Regions from separate parts of the Mus musculus genome. Here regions 1 and 2 are each linked to region 3. The links are chromatin contacts, called in public ChIA-PET and promoter capture Hi-C maps. All regions are on one chromosome and are shown on one strand. Each heading gives the region's core, a stretch centred on a gene start, on an enhancer-like site or on the middle of the called end of the contact. The rest is flanking DNA. Distances are from core to core; before and after follow the strand shown. Region 1 overlaps Eml4 (echinoderm microtubule associated protein like 4). Region 2 overlaps LOC115488798 (a long non-coding RNA gene). Region 3 holds the start of Kcng3 (potassium voltage-gated channel, subfamily G, member 3).

Region 1 (4,550 bases), core at 683-3,182, 180 kb after region 3:
TATTCTGTATGATACTGAGGGTTATAGAAATGTGGGGGAGGAAGGAAGTTCTATCCGAGCTCATAAAGAATATGGTCTGGGATTTGTTTCATGTTCTTCTGGGCAAGTTACTTAGCTTAAGACCATTCATTTATCTATGACATGGGGATAATACATTTATTCCCTATTCAGGGACCGAAAGATAAAAATTACAGCAAATCAAAACACAGCTGGCCCTTTAATCTGTAGACTCTGTATTCAAGTGCTAAATCATCCATGGACTGAAAATACTGAGGTGAAAAACCTTCTGTATGTACTGAGTATGTATGTGTGTACTGAGTATGTATGTGTGTACTGAGTATGTATGTGTGTACTGAGTATGTATGTATGTACTGAGTGTGTATCCACCCTACCCCTGCCCACCATTGATTAGTTCTTATACAGTTCAGTAAAATACTTCCATAGCAGTCACACTGTATCAGGTATGGTAAGCAATACAAAGACAATTTAAAGTTTAAGTCCATAGAAATACTTGACTACAGTGGGTAAGGGACTTCAGTACCTACAGATTCTAGCATCTATGCAGATACTAGAGACTACTCCCTTACAGAAATGAAGGGATGACTGGATTGTAAAGTATTACAATGGCCATTCTCAGGTCTCCTTGTGAGACCATTTCATTCACACACTATGTGACATACGCCCAGTGTCCTTCACACTGATAACTGATCCACAGAATGAGAGATGGCACGTTTCTTCCTCAGGAAGGGTTGGTTTTAAAATGTCTCTGCTTATCTGGATCTGCCTAGCCTGTGACAGACCCTGAGTTTAATTTCTTGCACTGCATAATAAAGCCCTCAAACTCCACATTATTCTGTTTAGAGCAGAGTCCTCTGTGTTGTAACAAATGCTTTCCTATGGGGAGGGAATGAACAGAAGGAACCAGAAAAGCTATCTCAAAATGGGACAAAATGCATGAGTAGAGTGTTTGTTTGTTTGTGTTTGTTTTTGAGACAGGGTTTCTCTGTGTTGCCCTGGCTGTCCTGGAACTCACTCTGTAGACCAGGCAGGCCTCGAACTCAGAAATCCGCCTGCCTCTGCTTCCTCAGTGCTGGGATTACAGGCGTGTGCTGCCACGCCCGGCTGTGAGTAGAGTTTTGCTTTAAGATTCCATTCCCAGCCTTACCTCTATTTCTCTTTCAAGGTTCAGATCATGATCCCACAAAATTATTTTTCTGTCTTTTCCGCCTCCAGTTAATAGCATCCCATTTCTCATCTGACAAAGTGTAAACACACTGCCATCATGAGCTTTGATTTGTCTGTTGATCTGATACACACCTAATATGGTAAGAAAAAAATGAAAACACGAGAAATAAACACGTTTTATTAGACTTTAGTATCTCTCTGGAAACCAGCTTTAGCAGAGCTACAGGGTGAATTCGCAGACAGTTCACATTTCCCTAAGCAAGAACCTGGTCCCAGTAAGCTACAGAAACATGGCAGGCACAGAGACTTCAGACTGAATGTAGTCCTTTACAGTTACAGCAGGATCATGCACTCTACAAATATTTTCTTTAAAAACCCTGTAAGCAACAGCCTTTCTCTCTCAATCTCTGTCTCTGTCTCTCTGTATGTCTCTCTCCCTCTCTGTGTTTGGTGGAGTTGGGGAGGCATTAAAGTTGTTTTTAAGTGGGTCTTCTTGTTATCCCAGGCTAGCCTTGAACTTGTAATGTAGTTGAGGATGGCCTTAAATATCTTGTCTCTACCTTCCAAATGTTCAGTTTATGTAGTGTTGGGGATCAAAGCAAGGCCTTGTGCATGCTAGCTAGGCAAGAACACTAATAAACAAGATACATCCTTAAAAAAACAAAACAAAAAACAACCCTGTAAGCTGCTGCAACAGTGCTTCCTGTTCAGACCACAGGGGATATAAAGTGCAGCTCAGCACCAACGTCAGCGTCATCTCCCGTGATAGCTTTGTGCAGTTTTAGAGTAGTGTGAGTGTGACGAGTTTGCAAAGCAAGGATCCCAGGTATCGGTAAAGCTGTAGCCAGGATCCCAGCCTCCCACCTCAGTGTCCCTGGAGCTTTGCAAAAGCCTCTGTAAGCTCAGGGCATGGCAATCACTAATAAACATTGAATTCTCCTTTCTAATCTGCTGAGAAACAAAAGAAATGACTTCATCCAAACCAAGTCCGTGTCGCTTACTCAGGGCAGGGCTGTAGCAGTCAAGGGAGGCTAATGAGACATGAGGACAGCCAGCCTGTGGGAGATAATGCCTTACAGAATTCGTTACCAGGTTCACAATGGAAGCCAGAGCCTTGTTTAAACATGGCAAAAGTCAACAAAATAGCCTTAGCTCTTGTGGAAAAACGGGAAGAAAAAAAAAAGATTTAAAAACCACTCATTTTTAAAAATTGCATAGCAACTGATGACTGGGTAAGTAAGTAGAACAGGGCTGTGCCTAGATGACTGAACACTAGGTCAAGGGGAGGTAAGGGACAACAAGTCTCGAAGGATGGACCTTAGGAACTTGCCAAGTTAAACTGCCAGTTATCGTCAGTCATGGTAGAGCACACCTATAATCCTAGGAGGCAGTTTGGGCTACACAGTAAGTTCTAGACCAGCCTGGCCTATATAGCGAAAAATGTTAGAAAACAAAAAGCCAAATAAAAAACTAGTTATCTAAAGCCACACATTTTACTTTATTTTGAGAGATGGGGAAAGCTAATTGGTGCACGGCTCCTTCCTAGTAGACCCCGACAAAGAGCATAAGTGGATATAGCAAGCATTACTGACTGCACTCTTAAAAGGAGCACACTTTATGTCATGTGAACGATGTATCAACAAGGCTCTTACTGAGATTAACTTACTTTTCTATTAGAGCTGTCATTAAGTTTGCAAAATTAGCTGAAATTAACAAGGGTTTGGCATCACTAAAATGTCTTCAGCCGTAGCTGACCGTGAGAGCTGCGGTGCGTCCCTGGTAGAAAGGCGCAATGGACCTACTGCTCCCATCTACTGCCTCCAGCTAAACACAACCCACCTCTTGAGCAACACAGTATGATCAGTGGATGTCTGTCTACACAATTTATCCATCTTTGCTGACTGCACCCAGGTGCCCAGGAGAGAAAGGACATCTAAAAAAATGTGAATTTTCTGAGCACTGCCGAGTCCCTTAAGTCAAGGACAGAGGAAGGAAAAGAGTGTAAACAGTGAGCAGGCATATCGAAGCTCTCCCTTCTTGTACGTGGTCCAAGTAGTAAGTAGTTTTGAAATTACAAAACTAGTCAGACGTGGTGGTGCGTGCTTTAAGTCCCAGCACTTGGGAGGCAGAGGCAGGCAGATCTCTGAGTTCAAGACCAGCCTGGTCTACAGAGCTAGTTTCAAGACAGCCAGGGCTACACAGAAAAATCTTGTTTTGAAACATGCCATACCCCCAATTAACCCCCACCTCCAAAAGGAAAGAAATTGCAAAAACAGCTAGGCATGGTGGCACACACTTTTACTCCCTGCACGCAGGCGGCATAGACTGTGGATCTCTATGCGTTCCAGGTCAGTCAGTTAGGTCCACCAGTCAGACCCTGTCTAACACAAACACCCATTAAACATCAGGTGTGAACACCATGGCTCCCTGTGAAAAATGCACAAAGGAAAATCAAAGTTTTCTGTTCTTAATTCAGCCACCCTGTTACTTAAAGAACTGTCTCATCAGGATAAAACCTCCATCACGTGAGTGGCTCGGTTCCACTCACTGCCTTTCAAGCTGGGATGCTGACACAAAGCCCAGATAGTAACTAAGTTAAAAAAAAATGCTGTGTTTCACATTTAAGCATATTCCAAGTTTCTTTTACAGACTATAAATAAAACATTACAGTTGAAAAATCTTTCTCTTATGAATCCATAATTCTGTCAGTCTAACTTAGGTTAAACATTTGAAATACTTGCTGAGAAAAATTACTGTTTTTGAGTTTAAAGACTTTATGCTGAGGTTTAACTGTGTGGCCAAGCCTACCCAAGTCTAATGGCAAGCTCTTCTGTTCCTCTCATTGCCAAGAGAGAGTCTCCATGACCAGCAGGTTATCTCGCCTGACCAGGGAGGACAGCTGGAAGGCTCTGTCCACTCAAACACAGACACAGACGCAGGCAGACGGTAGCACCAGGCCAGGCTCTTACCACCTAGGCGAAGGCCCGTGCACGTGACGTGCTGAGTGAGCAGGCCAAAAGGCTGGACCTCTGAGTTCTGGAACAGGAGCCTGACAAAGAGTTAGGGTGATAAACATTTGTAAAACGTCTTCTTCCTGTGTGCCTGGCTTGTGCCTTGCTAATGTGTGGGAAGAAGGCCAAGCCCTCCCAGCAGGGTTGGGAAGAGGGGTGCAGGTAGGAAAGGAAAGGAGGGACAGAACTATGGCTCGCTCATTCTCTCCGTTTGTCTTTCCTAACAGCATGACCATGAGTTCTGCTGAGGACCAGCTCAGGAGAGTGAAACTTTATATAGTTTAAATTAGTATGTATGTGTTCTCCCTCTCATATTAAACTTCTGGAGGGAAGAGTTCTATATGGTTACACGTA
Region 2 (4,106 bases), core at 1,541-4,040, 150 kb after region 3:
CAAAACACAAATGGCCCACAAGGGCCATGCAGGGTGTCTAGGAGAAGAATTCCTTAGATAACATCTTTTTCCTCGTGTTCTGAACAGCCCACCCAGAACACTGTGCCTTCCCTCGTCCCAACCTTTACTGTGGTCACTGATATTTGTCATGATCACATGGCTTTGCTTCTGGGCCAAAGGACAGGCCTTCCACCCAGCCCAACATGTACTTGCCAGATTGGAATCTCTGGTCACTGCACATGTCACCTTCTGATGGAACGCAGCTGAAGCCACCACAGGTCATGGGAAATGGTGGCTTTGCTTCCCATCAGTGGGAAAAAGTTGTGAAAACACAGAGCACAGCTAGCCAGACTCTGAGATGAAGAGAGAGGGAGGGCAGAGATGGGTGGTGGTGGTGGAGGGCAGAAGAAATAAGGGGAGGGAGGGAAATAGGGAGGGGGTAATGGACTAAGTTAGGGGAGGCAGTAGATAGATGTTGAATGAAAGGGAGTGTGGGGACTGTGGGGACTTCGGGGCCAGGGGCCACAAACCTGATGGCACAGGTTAGCCCAGCTTTTGGGATGGTACAAGTGAGGGTTATAGAAGGGTTTTGCCACTGGAGGCTAAAGCCAAGCATACCCTAGTGGTTCAAAGCTTTCCCTCTCTCTCCCCGCCCTCATCCAGGCCACCAACCCTCTGGGTTACACAGCAGATTAATTTGAAAATTGAGTTGCATCTCAATGAGTTGATGTTGATTTCAAAGTTCACTGGTGTTTAATTAGAACCATCTTGAGACTAATCCAGCTCCAAGGAAATTATTCTGACCGAATAATTAAAGAGAATAAAGGTTAGATTTGTGTTTCTGGTTAAGTCTGTGTTGTCTTCAACACTTCCAAAGCATGAATTTCATTAACCTTTCATGAACCAACATTAAATTGCTCTCAACGACCTGCCATTCTAATTAAGGCAGACTCGTACAGAGGAGCCTTTGTTTATACTTGGGGGGGGGGGCTGTGTCATCTCTTCCTTGAAGTAGTCCTTGGGAAATGGTTTTCTAACTTTGTACATGCCCAGCTGCCTGAAGCTCCCATTTTTGGGACTTGCTCACAGATGTTGGGGGAGAACTGAGCCTCGGACAGAGGCCACGGGGTGTCGGGAGAGGCTAAAGTAAAGTGAAGGGAGAGCTGAGGTGGCCTAGGCAAGCCTAGTGGTGTTCTAGGAAGCCCTGTGAGGTCAGATGGAGAGGATGCTGTGCTGTTTGAGGTAGGCCTTGCTCACTCTGAGCCTTTATGGGTGCTCATTCTTGAGTGCTGGTGACCTTGCTTGGGGCTGGGGCGGCTGGATGTAGTGTCCATAGCAGAAGACAGCTTCTTGAGTGCTGCTGGACTCCTGGTAATCCAGCATAGTTTACTTCTGTCTCTTTCCAGTTGATTACAGATCCGATGTGTTATAACTCATGCTAACGTCTATGCCAACACAGGGTTCCTCAAGGTGAGCTCCAGACCCCCAGAACTCATGAGGCCCATGTAACATTGGTCCTTCTTGGCTGCTGAGATCCTGAGTCCTGGTACCAGTGGCTCAGGAAGGCAGCTATATATGGTAGGCCTTTAAAATGAATTATCATGTGTATGTGGGTGGTGCACAGGGTGAGAACACATAATAACTTGCCCGAGTGTCTCTTCTCCCTCCCTGTCTTCTGGTGCTTTAGGTCCAGAGGAACCTCAGTGTGGTCTGAATGGGTAGTTGGTGACCAGACTGGAGCAGGCAGCCTAACTCCATGGGAGAATTCAGTTCTGCCTCTGTCTCCATGCTCGGAAGCTTGGATGCACAGCAGTGCTACCAGCTGACCCAGATGTTGGGTTGTGAAGCCTTGGCTTGGCTTTCCTCGTTGATTCTCTGGCTCCCTAGGATGTCTCTCACTCTCCACAAGTCTTCTGTGCTTCTTCATGGGGCTCCCCTATCTGGCCTTTTCTGCAGGTCTTCAGTAAGCAAATCTGGGGTTACCTGGAGTAGGTACCCCAACTTTGTGCTGAGGGACTTGTTTCATCTCCATAGCCAGTGCCCTCCAAGGCACATACTATGCCGCCATCCTTGATTCTGTTGTGGGGTATTGGAGACAGAATGGGGACCCTTTGTCTGCCCTCAGAGCTCATGGAGTGATGATCCAGCCTGCTTTAACACCCCCAGCTCTCCAGACAGAGGTGGGGCCAAGGCCCCAGAATGGAAGAGGTGTCACTGTTTAAACTGTATATGGTTCGAGGGAAATGTGTGGGCAAGCAGTTGCTGAGATCCACAGGGAGAAGGTGTATCCATGAAGTCTCCTGTGTTTTGTATCTGGCTTCCTCAGTGCCCCCTTAGACAGATCTCGGTGTTTAACTTCGTTAATGTTTAATGAAAAAAGGAACCAACTACTATGATTTAATAAAGAAAACTCTTCTATCTTAATGTGTTTCCCAGGGAAATGACTTCAGCTTTGTTGACTGTGAATGGCAGCTTCATTACTGGAGCCAGCTGTGGCCTCTCCTGGCGCTCCTAACAGCGTGTCCCGTTGCTTGACCAGGACAGACACTGCTGTGCTCCCAAGGGGACAGATTTTCAGGTACCATGAATCAAGATGGCGAATGCCATTCATTCATAGCCACAGAGGCCGGCCTTGCCTGAGCAGACTGAGGCAGAGTCCCAAACTTTCTTTATTGCTCTTTTCTCATGGGGCCAGAAGCTGAGGCAGCACCTCCGTCTACCACAGGCGACACTTCAACAGGATCCAAGTAATTACTGCAGCTAAAACTGGGTCTTTGTCACTATGGCCAGAAGGCTCACTTGGTGACAGAGATCTAGTGATTTCTACAGACAGCAACGACATGACATAATGGAGGGACTGGTTAGAGTTTTCTGTTAGATTCCTCACCCCCCCCCCCCCGGGGCAGAGGGCTGATCTACTAGCTGGGGGGGGGGGTGGGGGTGGAGGATTCTGGGATTGTGTCTCTTCCTACTAAGGGGATTCTTGGCTTTGTTCAGAATTAATTCATCTTCTAAATGGAAAATGTCAAGGCCCAGCAAACATTTTTGCTAATGATTCTGGTGATGAGATACACTGAGGCAGTGAACAGTAGGTCACACAAAACAGGTTTTTTTCCTGCAACGCAGTCACTTGGGAGAAAGCTGGTGGTCTCTTTCAGCTATGCAGAGCCTCACGAGGCTGCTCATCCTTCATCCTCCTTCATTTGATTAGTTCTCAAAAAAGGAAGATGGCTCAGGCCAGGCACTTAGGAAAGCAGGGCCAGGGGTGGCTTTAGGAGACGGTTCCAAGAATAAGAAGTGAACAGTGCCTCTTGGAGCAAAACAGGATGTCTTGCCTCACTAGTGACACGGCACAGCCATGGCCATGTCCCCCATTTGCTGCGGGAAGTGGGAACTGCTACAGACTGGGCAAACCTGAAACTTCTAACTTCTTGATTACTACGATGATGCCACCAGTGGGAGGAAGGCTCCATCCATGCCTGACCTCACATGACAGACCATACTCAGGATGCAGACATTTAAGGTGTAAAATTACTTTCCAGCCGTGTATATATATAAGTTTAGTCTCGAATCTCATCCATTGATATTTCATTATGTGTATGAATTTGTATGCAAACAAAAAATACCAAGAGAGCCTGAACCTTTAAATACTTCTGGCCCCAAGCATTTTGGATGAGAACAAGTCAACATGTATCACTGGGATGGACCAGATGAGGTCAGAGGGCTTGGGTTGCCACCAGTGACCTGTGTCATACCTCAGAAGTTCACCCCTAGATCCCTTTGTGATGCCACTATGGCAAGAAATTCTCTGAGACACCTGTGATGGCAAAGCAGGCAGGAAAGCAACAGATGCCACCCAGTTTCACCAAGTCATCTGATGACTTGGGGTAGGGCACCTTTGGTGCACAAGGTCAGAGACACATGGGGTCAGAGAAGCACAGAAAGGCTTTGCTGTCAGTGCAGTTTGGTGAATTGGTAGAAAGTCTGCCAAGCATGGAGAAGGCCTGTAGTTGGTGGCACGTGCCTGTGAGCTCAGCACCCACTGAGCAGGTGGATGCACAAGATTCTTTTATGTTGTTTTCAGCTATAGAACAAACAAGCTTGGA
Region 3 (4,108 bases), core at 1,049-3,548:
GAACACAGTGGCATAGGATTGTTTGTAAGAATGTTCTCTAAGCCAGGTTATACCGAGACAAAGCTATCATTTCTGCATGTCTCTGTATACTTTAAGAAAATGATTCGGGTGTTGCTGTTGGGTTGATGATATCACAATCAACTAAGAGTGTTACGTTAGAAACAAAGAAAATGATTTAAACCTATCTAGCCGATAAATATGAAAATATAACTTATGAAGCCTACGCTGCATTGTCACCAAATAATCTGTTTTCTAAGTTCAAATTTAATTTAAAAAGAGATATTTCTCTAAATGCTTCCAACAGCAGACTGCAAAGGGTTTTTTTTTTTTTTTTTGCATAGAGAACACAGGAAATAAATATAGTAATGTTCAAATCACCAACACAATGGCTGTTCTGTTGCTTGTTGCTTTTAGAATATTTTTAACAACTTGCTGGTGAATTGGCTCTTGCTGGTGTGAAGCCAGGCTGGTAGCTGGTTCTCACCTGCTTTTATTTATTTATTTATTTATTTATTTATTTATTCCTCTGGTCACTGTGTCCTATCCATTACTAAGACCTGCTAGATACTGGGCTGGGTTTCTCATAACTGGCTTTCATTTTTACTGACACGAGGTTAGGGCTTCTATTCCTGGCTTGCTGAAAGAGCCTTTTCCTTAGAATAACCCACGGGGCAGAGCGTCTTCCTAAACTAAGGCTTTCATCTAGCCACTTCTGTTATTAAAGCTTCAGGGATCCCATTGCAGATAGCCCGGCATGGACACAGGTCTTAGAACTCCCGTTGTTCCAGCCAGACAAATGCATTAGCTTTCTTTACAGTCGCTAATCTTTCACATCTGGCATTTGCTCCCCCGGAGTCCCTGGCTCCTTCTGCCAGCACCTCCTTCCATTCCGTATTGAATTCACTTCCTTCAGGATGTTTTCCTTGCTTAGTAGCTACTTAGCAGATAAATAACTCTTGTTTTTGAGCTTTTAATCACATTAAGTGCTTAAAAAAAAATGATCCAAGTCTAGGGATAAACAGCTTATGGAGATTTTCATTCTCTAAGAACCACCCAGGGTGACTTTGTCAGAAAGAGAACTCAAATTTGCAGGCGGCTGTTTTCACTAACATCTATCCGAGAAGCAGAGCAAATGACTCCTTATGGTGACCTCTAGCGGGCACGGGGCAGTCCTACAAAATTAGGAAAGTGGAGGGGGAAAGCAAAACCCTTCCCCAGGTACTCCATGGTCACAGGAGCCCATCTCACCCCTCCACCCTCCCTATTCATTTTTATTTCCAGGGTTTGTTTTGCATCTAACGCCGTCTCCCTTATATATAACTCACCTGTTTCTTGCCTTTGACGGGCTGGGTTGCCGGTGTCGGATGTGTAAACTGCTGTTTAAAATAATGCCTGCCAAGTCGAACCCCACTCCACCAAGCCTTAACCCTGCCTCTGCATTTGAAGGCCGGTGCCGCAGTCGCACGGGGGTGCTACGGGGAGGGAAGGAGTGGACATCGAGATAGCATGAAAAGGAGAATGCAAGATCGAGGCAATAAGACATTCTGGTCTTGCCAGTGAAAGAAAATTCTCTCCAGACTGCTACCCGACTCCACCGGAGGCATCGTGAGAGCGGTGTAGGCGCCTTCTTAGGACCCCAAGGCTGGGAAAGATGGGGGACTAGGGCGAGTCCGTTGGCCCATGGCATCCCTCAGGGAGCAGGGGGTGGGGAGAGCTTGGTGCGCGGCCGCCTTCGGAGCGCACGGCACGTGGGGTGCCCCACGCGCGGAGAGGAAGCGCAAAGTCTGCAGGCAAAGCCGCGACTGGGTTGCCTGCTTTGAGAAATCCTTTGGGGCGGCCTTAGAAGCCGACCAGGGTTTCCAACAGTCTCTGGCAAAGGCTCATCCAGACGCCGTCTGCTCCCTACTTCAAACCTCGCACCTTGGTCCTCACCTCAGCACCCCTCCTTCCCTCCTGTCTCCTCCCTTCGGGGGACTCTTTAAAGGAGCCTGGGGGAGGTGTGTCCATCATCCGGATGGCCCCGGGGCTCCCCGCAGCTCGCATCACGCCCTGCGCACCCCTCCCGGCCACTGCGGGCGGGGGCGCACGGCGTCACGAGGCGGGGAGCCCGAGGTCCGGGGCGGGGCGCCGGGGAATCCCAGCCGGAGCGAGCCGGGAGGTGCGGGCGCGGGCGGGCAAGGAGGTGCGCGCGGAGGGAGCGGAGCGCGCGGAGCCGGCGGGCGAGGAGGAGGACGGCGAGGGAGGCCCCGCCCCCGCCTCCCGGAGCCCGCTCCTCGCCGCCGGAGCCGGCTCACTTTGCCTTTCGCCTCTGGACGGCGGCGGGGCTGCGTGCGCCGGGGACCGGGCAGACCTGCCCACGGTGCCTCGGCTAACGTTCGCCCTCTGGGAGACCGGCGCCACCTGGAGCTGCGGCCAGCCACCCGGATTCGGGAGGGCGAACCCGGGAGCGAGGGGCGGCGGCACTGACACCGCGGGGGACGCGGGCGGTGCGGGGCGCGAGCCCCGGGGGAGCTCGGGCCCCGACGGCGCGGCCTCCCCGTGCGCGCGGCGGGCAGGCCCCCGGGGCGGCCAGCCATGACCTTCGGGCGCGGCGGGGCGGCCTCGGTGGTGCTGAACGTGGGCGGCGCCCGGTACTCGCTGTCCCGGGAGCTGCTCAAGGACTTCCCGCTGCGCCGCGTGAGCCGGCTGCACGGCTGCCGCTCGGAGCGCGACGTGCTCGAAGTGTGCGACGACTACGACCGGGAGCGCAACGAGTACTTCTTCGACCGACACTCGGAGGCCTTCGGCTTCATCCTGCTGTACGTGCGCGGCCACGGGAAGCTGCGCTTCGCGCCGCGGATGTGCGAGCTCTCCTTCTACAACGAGATGATCTACTGGGGCCTGGAGGGTGCGCACCTGGAGTACTGCTGCCAGCGCCGCCTAGACGACCGCATGTCCGACACCCACACCTTTCACGCGGCAGACGAGCTGGGCCGCGAGCAGCCTCGTCCCGCCGGACCCGAGGCGGCCCCCTCCCGGCGCTGGCTGGAGCGCATGCGGCGGACCTTCGAGGAGCCCACGTCGTCGCTGGCCGCGCAGATCCTGGCCAGCGTGTCCGTGGTGTTCGTGATCGTGTCCATGGTGGTGCTGTGCGCCAGCACGCTGCCCGACTGGCGTGCGGCGGTTGCTGACAACCGCAGTCTGGATGACCGGAGCAGGTACTCCGCCAGCCCTGGGAGGGAACCCTCCGGGTAGGACGCACTGCTTTTTTTGCCCGTCCAGTCCGTCCAGTCCCGTCTATCCGTGCCGTCCGTCCGTCCGGTCTCCGTCCTGTCTGCCTGGCAGCTCAGCTAGGCTTTTTTCCTGCCCCAGGAGGTCCCTGGCGCTCCAGCCGAGGGGTGTGAGGAATCTATGGGTCCCCAACCCCGCCCCCTTTTCACAGGCGCAGCCTGTGGTTGTGCTTGGGTCTCACCTTTTAGAGTAAAACCTCCAGGCTTTGTGTTTTAGTTCTGACCAAATAGCAACCTGCTAATTAGATTTTCCAAACTTTTATTGCTAACACGCAATAATTTGCACGATGATTCAGTTTGAGCTAAGAGCTCTTTGAAATATGTGCCAGTACTGGTGGTGTTTGAAAAGATGAAGTCTCATTTCGGTGAAATGTGGTCTGCTTCAGTGCCCACACATTCTGCACACCCTGCTCCCGGCGTAATGTGTGCTGGGATGGAATCCGTATTATAAAGGAGGCTAATTTAGTGATAGACTCTGAATAATGGGTGCCTGTGCCCTTTTTCCTCTCTCCTTTCCGAGCAAGTGTGGACCTAGCAAATTCCTCTCCTCTGTGTGGCATTAAGGATTTGGAGTTTCATTCAGAGGGTCTTCAGTGTGGAGAAGAAAACAAAAACAGCTATTACCTTGGGAGAGAAGAAAAAGCGAAACTTCCCCAAACCCAGAAACAGGATTCGGTCATTGAAGTGTCTTCCCGCCTCCCCCCACTTTACTAGGATGAAAAGAAAACACTTTAATCTTTCCTGAGCTCATGCTTATCTCTTAATGGTGATAGCACTCTCCTGTTTTTAGAACAAGTGAGTTTATTTTGCATATTTGGTGGGAGGAATAAGCAGACTAA

Evidence for each region. Promoter capture Hi-C pulls out the DNA fragments that hold promoters and counts their contacts. ChIA-PET counts read pairs in DNA pulled down with a chosen protein or histone mark.
Region 1: an RNA polymerase II ChIA-PET map of memory CD8 T cells shows a contact between it and region 3, with 44 read pairs. The contact joins the enhancer-like site here to the promoter of Kcng3 in region 3. A contact is called at or near these places in 9 of 39 promoter capture datasets (the 3T3-L1 cell line, the C10 cell line, the HPC-7 cell line and 5 more), 4 of 484 Hi-C or Micro-C datasets (cerebral cortex, cortical neurons, liver and 1 more) and 3 of 115 datasets of contacts at active chromatin or transcription factors (effector CD8 T cells, embryonic stem cells and memory CD8 T cells).
Region 2: a promoter capture Hi-C map of trophoblast stem cells shows a contact between it and region 3, with 2.7 times the contacts expected there. The contact joins the enhancer-like site here to the promoter of Kcng3 in region 3. A contact is called at or near these places in 10 of 39 promoter capture datasets (the 3T3-L1 cell line, the C10 cell line, the HPC-7 cell line and 5 more), 13 of 484 Hi-C or Micro-C datasets (B cells, the G1E-ER4 cell line, the P5424 cell line and 4 more), 3 of 115 datasets of contacts at active chromatin or transcription factors (embryonic stem cells and neural tube) and 3 of 9 other capture datasets (adipose tissue, embryonic stem cells and pancreatic islet).

Annotation. Positions count from the first base shown.
Region 1 is chr17:83,451,168-83,455,717 of GRCm38.p6, reverse strand. Eml4 (echinoderm microtubule associated protein like 4) reads right to left here. Exons shown (of 23, transcript NM_001379374.1): 14 at 1,166-1,317. Among named protein-coding and RNA genes, the nearest start is that of Gm46594, 20 kb to the left of the region's middle. Within about 2 kb of position 1,932, at least 26 of the 459 cell types and tissues checked have an H3K27ac peak or open chromatin away from gene starts, as enhancers often do. A contact at or near this core is called in effector CD8 T cells and memory CD8 T cells, where this site is marked.
Region 2 is chr17:83,484,750-83,488,855 of GRCm38.p6, reverse strand. LOC115488798 (a long non-coding RNA gene) reads left to right here. Exons shown (of 2, transcript XR_003952357.1): 1 at 1-2,578. Among named protein-coding and RNA genes, the nearest start is that of Gm46594, 14 kb to the right of the region's middle. Within about 2 kb of position 2,790, at least 6 of the 459 cell types and tissues checked have an H3K27ac peak or open chromatin away from gene starts, as enhancers often do. A contact at or near this core is called in trophoblast stem cells, where this site is marked.
Region 3 is chr17:83,630,085-83,634,192 of GRCm38.p6, reverse strand. Kcng3 (potassium voltage-gated channel, subfamily G, member 3) reads left to right here and starts at 2,298. Exons shown (of 2, transcript NM_153512.1): 1 at 2,298-3,230. The coding sequence starts at 2,575.